2 separate regions of the Anas platyrhynchos genome follow, and region 2 is linked to region 1. A link is a contact called in public Hi-C data. All regions are on one chromosome and are shown on one strand. Each heading gives the region's core, a stretch centred on a gene start, on an enhancer-like site or on the middle of the called end of the contact. The rest is flanking DNA. Distances are from core to core; before and after follow the strand shown. Region 1 holds the start of SUGT1 (SGT1 homolog, MIS12 kinetochore complex assembly cochaperone). Region 2 overlaps ELF1 (E74 like ETS transcription factor 1).

Region 1 (2,928 bases), core at 172-2,671:
GCAAATAAGAAATCGATGAATTGCTTCTAGACAGACTTGAACACACCCTACACACTGTGAGCATGGTATGCTGTGAAACAACACTACTCACTGTATGGCTTTGGAGCTCAAATGAAAGTTGAACTGTGTCCAAGAAGTGGCCTTTTCTGTTGCTTCCCAATATCTCCTAAACAGCCCCAAACTTTCCATGTAATTTTGGGGTGCCATCCATCCATCACAGAGGGCCTTGTGGCCTGTGTACTTGCTGGCTGTTGGCTCAACCTAGCCGATTGCGATGCTTCAACAGGAGGTGGATTAAAAATCAGTATGATGCCTAGTGAGACGAGTAGAATGTAAAAAATCGAGGAAATACGTCTTTCTGTAAGTTTATATAGATTTATTGATTCATAAGGTTAATTTTAAACATGCAAGTAGTAGAAAAACTAAAGGTGAAAGAACACTGACAGGGATCTCTTGCTCTAGTTGATCAGAATAATAAAACTATCTAGCGAGCAGCACTCTGCCACAGCTACCCTGGTCTTTGGCAGCTGAAACTGCCTCTGCACTTGAACATGTGGCTCTCTTCTCCCATCATGTGGCTCCCATGCAGTTAGGGTTTGACCCACAAACCCACACCCTGATCCCATTTTCAGTAAGCCTGGCCGGACCAAAGCAAGTGACGCCAGCGAAGTGGCCGTGGTGTATCTGGCAGGGCTTCTGCTGGCAGCATTACTAGGACCATGGCTTTCTGTTTCCCACTGACAAAAGCTCTGGAAGAGGCAGGCTACTCTTTTAATCAGACTACAGAATAAAGACTGTTTCCTGTAGGACGGGTATTTTTTAATACTAGGAAACCTGAGGGGGTAACTGACATCATAGTGTTTTTAACGGAGTGTGGGGGTTGTTTTGCTGACCTGTTTACTAGATAAATGAAAAACTACACCACAAAGTTACAGCTTTGTGTGTATCTCTTGCCATAGATGTGACTATCATGAAGGAAAGTGATTTGGGCAGCTTAGTGTATGTCAGATAGAGAAGTAGAGGAGACCTCTTATGGACAACAGGAGTTTATTATTAGCAGTCTAATGTGTAAATGAAGGTTTGTATCCTTTAGGCTGCAGTGTGTGACCCTGGTGTATCCACACTAGGCTCTCTCCTCAGTGCCCCAGCCCTCCACGGGAGGAAGCGGGAGCCGACCACAAAATGGGGGCTGGAGCAGCTCCCCTCCCGCAGCCGCCTTCCTCCGCGCTGCAGCAGCGGCCAGGCTACACATACAGCCTCAAAACCGGCTCAGAAATTAAAAACCAGAGGCTGCGGGAGAGCAAACACCAGGGGGGCTGCGTGACAGGAGGAGGAGGATGAAGAAAGAGGAGGCAACGGGCGCCAGGCGGCCGCCATCTTGCCGGGCGCCAGGCGGGGCGGGCGGAGCCTGGCGGTGCGGGGGGGGCGCTCCCCGTCAGGCCTCGCGCGCGGGGCGGCCCCGGGGCGCGGCGGCCGCGGCCTCTCGAGAAGTTTCCTGGGGGCAAGATGGCGGCGGCGCCTCCTCCCGCGCCTCAGCCCCCTGTGGCGCCGCGGTGAGCGCCCGCCAGGTTCCCCCCCTCCACCCCCCGCCGCCCTCCCTCCTTCCCTCCGCCTCGCCTCGCCCTCTCACGCCGTTGTGTTTCCTCGGCAGGTTCTCGGACGGCGACATCGACCGCGACCCGGCGGCAGCGGCGCGGGTGAGAGGCGGGGAGAGGAGGGGAAGGGGGCGTGAGGTGGCTCTCCTCAGGCTTTCCCCCGGCTTCCCCTCAGCTTTCCCTTCTCTTTTCCCTCAGCTTTCCCTTCTCCTTTCCCTTCTCCTTCCGACGAGCTGGGGATCCGCAGGGCTCCTTCCCCTCAGGTGTCCCCCCCCCCGAGGAGCGCCCTGGTGCTGCCTGAGGATGCATGAAAAAAAAAACACCAAACCAACCCTTTCTGTGCCATATAAATAGACCATAATTCGAATTTCTATGTCCGCTGCTACCAGTAGAAGAAAAATAAGCTTACTGAAGAAATGTCTTCAGTCTTTATTAGCTTTTGTCTTCCTGTCTTGTTCCTCCCCCCCCCTCCCCGTGTTTTACCCATTAACTCCTGCTGATGTGTTCTCAGAGGTTATTTTTCTTGAAAAAAAAACAGCGGTAAAGAGAAGACAGAACTGGCAGATCTGTAGCTCTTTACGTACCTGGAAGGGAGGAGGATGTAAATGCACAGCTCTGCTCGAGCGCAGTAGGTGGTATAGGATAAGGTAATAGGGGATTACCTTTCCCTAAAGAAAAGGCCAGCTGAATCCTGCCCTTCTCTGGAGTTTCCTCTGTTGCTTGCAAAAGTTTTTCAGGAGATAAATGGCATCTAAAAAGGGATTTGGAATACACAAATATATCTGGTTTAGTAAAAATTAATTTAAGACCTAAAACCACCATAAGGTCTTTGGAAGTATTAAAGAGTACCATCAGAATCTGTCCATTTTTCTCTGTGTTAGTCTTGTCTAGTTAATTTTTCAGTTCTTTGTGTGCTCAGTGCCTTGGAGACTTTTTTGTCAGCTTCAAAATACCATTTAATGTTCTAGAGTTGTTATTTAGTGCATGTTGCAGTAAAGGGCGTACCTAAAAGCGCTGGTTCGAGAGGCAGGCTGTGCTTAGTGACCTCTGAGCTGGTGAGTCCCATGGTGCTACACGTGGTGCACCGTGCCTGCATGGTCCTAGGTGTGGCCTTTTGGCTCACGTAATTAATATTAACAACCTGGGACGTGACGCGCTGTATACAAGGCCTTGTGGAGTCTCTCTCCACACTTGACAGGACTTAGAGTGGCATTTCTGCGGTGTCCTCAGGACTTTGGGTTCCTTTAATTCCTGAAGCACATGCTTTGGCTTTCTGCACCTGATACGACTGGAAGGTCGTCCCCTGTGTTTAAATACTGCCTGAATGATAAAG
Region 2 (2,928 bases), core at 288-2,787, 61 kb before region 1:
ATATGGGAAGGTTTCTGTGACCATAGTCGCAATTAGTGTCTTTCTGTCTGATTCTCAAAGCTGGAAAACATTACTAAAGTGTCTAACAAGGGGAACACTGGAAGTGAGAGTTCAAGAAATAAAGTTGGGCATAGAAAAGCAGTGGATGAAACTTTGCATTTAGGCTACCAGCCTAGGATCTGAGTGTTCTGCTGTCTGATGTAGGTCTCACCTGTCCCTTGATGGGAGAGGGAGTTAAAATCTTTCCAGTCTGGCTAGCTCCAGTTTTTTTTTCCTCAAAGCTGGGGAGCCCTCTGTAAGTGAAGGACAAAATGGGTTCTAAGGTGAAACATGAACACAGAGATGCTGAATTTCCAGTATCGGACTAAAATAATAATCACTAATGTATACATAGTGATTGTATAGTGCTTTGGATGGAGCATTGAGGATACTAAGTGTTTTTTAAGTCTTGGGGAAATGACAGACTGCTCAAGGAGACTGCTGAGCTCCCTCCATTAAGTAAATGACCTCGGTTAGTGGAAAGCAGGAGAAAAATGCCATGTATGAAATCATGCCTGCTCTAATATCCTCTCGTTCTCTTAGCCTCTGGTGCCTGATGTTGTTTTCGTGGCCCCCTGAACTACAGGGTAAAGACAGATGATTCCTGTGAAGCTTTTAGAAAACGCTTAATGGGAGCAGCAATTTTCTTTGAAGCTAGGCCTTTATGTAAGCATGCAGTAGTGTCTTCTAGGATACATCTGCTTGTCGCACCTCATGTTTATGGGCAAAGGACCAAAAGAGGTGAAGATTTGGTGTCTTAGAGCGATCCACAGAACTGTAATCTGTGATTTCTTTTAGAACAGCTCACCAGGACAAAGATCAGCGTGGAGACACAGCTTCTGTTTGTGCAAGCAGCTTGAAATTTAGCCGCGAGATCGCAGGGTTGGCCTTCCAGCTGTCAGTCCCCCTTATCTGTAGCCCAAGCTCCCTGATACCCCCACTTTTTCTTTCCTGTAATCTCCTTTTTTTTTTCCCCTTGTCTCTTCTCCATGATTCATGTATGCATCAGTTGACTAATGGACCATGTATTTGGGCAGGTAAGGCAGCCACTAAAAGTATCGATCGCTTCCTGAATGAGCACGTGAGCGGCTCATGTTTCTGGCTAACTGGTCTTTAATAGCCAGCCCTCCACCTGAATGAGCTGCAATGGAAAATGTATTTATTTAAACGAGCTTAATTTTTTTTTTGCTTATGCTGTTGTTGGAGTTTTGTTTTTTTTCCTCCTGCCTCTCCAAGTTAGCCCTCTTATCTTTCCCCACTAATTAGAGCAGCTGGACGAGCGGTAATAAACACACTTTCCTTTCCTTTGTGCTCGTATCCTGAGCAGTGCCAAAATACTCTCTTGTGCTCTCATCTGGGCATATTTATGGAGCTTCTAAAAATCGATGTGTATCAAGATTTCCTTTTTTTCTGTAAACGAGGCCTGCATCTGTACCGGGAGCCCGCCCAAGCGCGTGAGGTAGGCGGCATGGCCGGCCTGGGGCTGCGGGGCCGAAAGGACAACGAAAATCGGACGGGAAGCCAACAGTTTTTCATCTGACTGGAGCTGTGGAAAATGTTGTCCCTACGTGTGCATGTGTTGGATGCCGTCTGTTATTGTCTGAAACACAAATGTGCATAAATAGTTCCGTGGTGCTGGTTCGAGGTATCAACATCCATTTCCTGTGGCGCGGCTGACTTTCTGGGGCTGTGCCGTCTCCGCAGCCTAACTCCCCAGCCTTTAAAAAAAAAAAAAAAAAAAAAAAAGAAAGAAAGAAAAGAGGGAAAAAAAATAAAATAAGGGCAGCTGCAAAAGCACAGCATTGGGCCCAGAGTTGTCCAGCAAAAGGGCGGTGTCTGGCTGCTCTCCCTTAGGAGGGAGCTTGGTGGGGAACATGGCGATCCCTCCCCCTGGCCGCTCTGGCTGTATAAAGGCCAAACAATAATAGTAATGCGAACGTCGTCCTGCTCGAACTTCTGTGCCGATCTGTGAGCCTGTCTCAGGCTACACCGAATATTTTGTCCGTGAATAACAACATTCCTTGCATAGAAACTTTTTTTTTCAGCTCGAAGCTTCATTCTTGTTTTGATTTTTCTACTGATAAATATAGATGTGAAAAAAAAAATCCAGTGTTCACGGCGGATTTTTTTTTTTCCTAATGTGTGTTTATTATTCATGAATGTGTTGCAACATCCAAAAATGTAACGAGTGACTCACAGTTCGAGAACAGAAAAAATATAGCTTTTTAATGAGGACTCCTTAGTGGGCTGCAGACTGTCCCAGTTAAGAGGCCGCAGTTTGATTGTATCAAACTCATCCAGTCCTTGCTCATCCAGTCCAGAACCATATGTTTGCAAATATTTGGTTTTATTTTTTGTATTACTATTTATTTTGGTGTAAGAAAGGAGGGGAAAAAAAAAGATAAAAAAAAAAAACAACAACAAAAGCTAAGTTTACTGTTATCGGCGTAGTAACATCTCTTGTAGTTGTAATAGTTGCAGGATCTTGTAGTTGTAGATAAGAGGTTTGTATTCTTATAAATTATCTTTGCAAGGACTCCTGAGCAAAGAGAACAACCCTGTTAAGGCAATAGACCTCTGAAGGAGTGTAATAGTAGGGGATCAGAAGCTCAACTTGTGGGATGATCTACTGATTTATTTCAAGAATCAGTATTGTCTTTCAGGAAATACTGCTTCTTATTTTTTGGAAAATTGAACTTTTTCTTTCATTTGTACGGTTTTGAACTTTACCAGTCTCATTTCATGCTCAGTATCCTTTCACCTCTCTGTCCTTCTTGCACAATAGGAGGAAACCCATATTTGCTTGAAAGCAAGGTGAGTGCAAACCCACAGAAATAGGTAGGTGACCTAATACTTGCCTTTCAAGCCGGCTGTATACACAGGTGATCG

What was found. Hi-C and Micro-C count contacts between places; a contact is called where the count stands out from the background.
Region 2: a contact with region 1 is called in a Hi-C map of small yellow follicle, with 3 times the contacts expected there. The contact joins the enhancer-like site here to the promoter of SUGT1 in region 1. A contact is called at or near these places in 2 of 8 Hi-C or Micro-C datasets (skeletal muscle and small yellow follicle).

The regions. Positions count from the first base shown.
Region 1 is chr1:175,208,839-175,211,766 of IASCAAS_PekinDuck_T2T, reverse strand. It overlaps SUGT1 (SGT1 homolog, MIS12 kinetochore complex assembly cochaperone), which reads left to right and starts at 1,421. Exons shown (of 13, transcript XM_027472473.3): 1 at 1,421-1,553; 2 at 1,652-1,697. The coding sequence starts at 1,507.
Region 2 is chr1:175,269,495-175,272,422 of IASCAAS_PekinDuck_T2T, reverse strand. The region is part of intron 1 of ELF1 (E74 like ETS transcription factor 1); the gene reads left to right. Among named protein-coding and RNA genes, the nearest start is that of WBP4, 15 kb to the left of the region's middle. Within about 2 kb of position 1,537, at least 4 of the 8 cell types and tissues checked have an H3K27ac peak or open chromatin away from gene starts, as enhancers often do. A contact at or near this core is called in small yellow follicle, where this site is marked.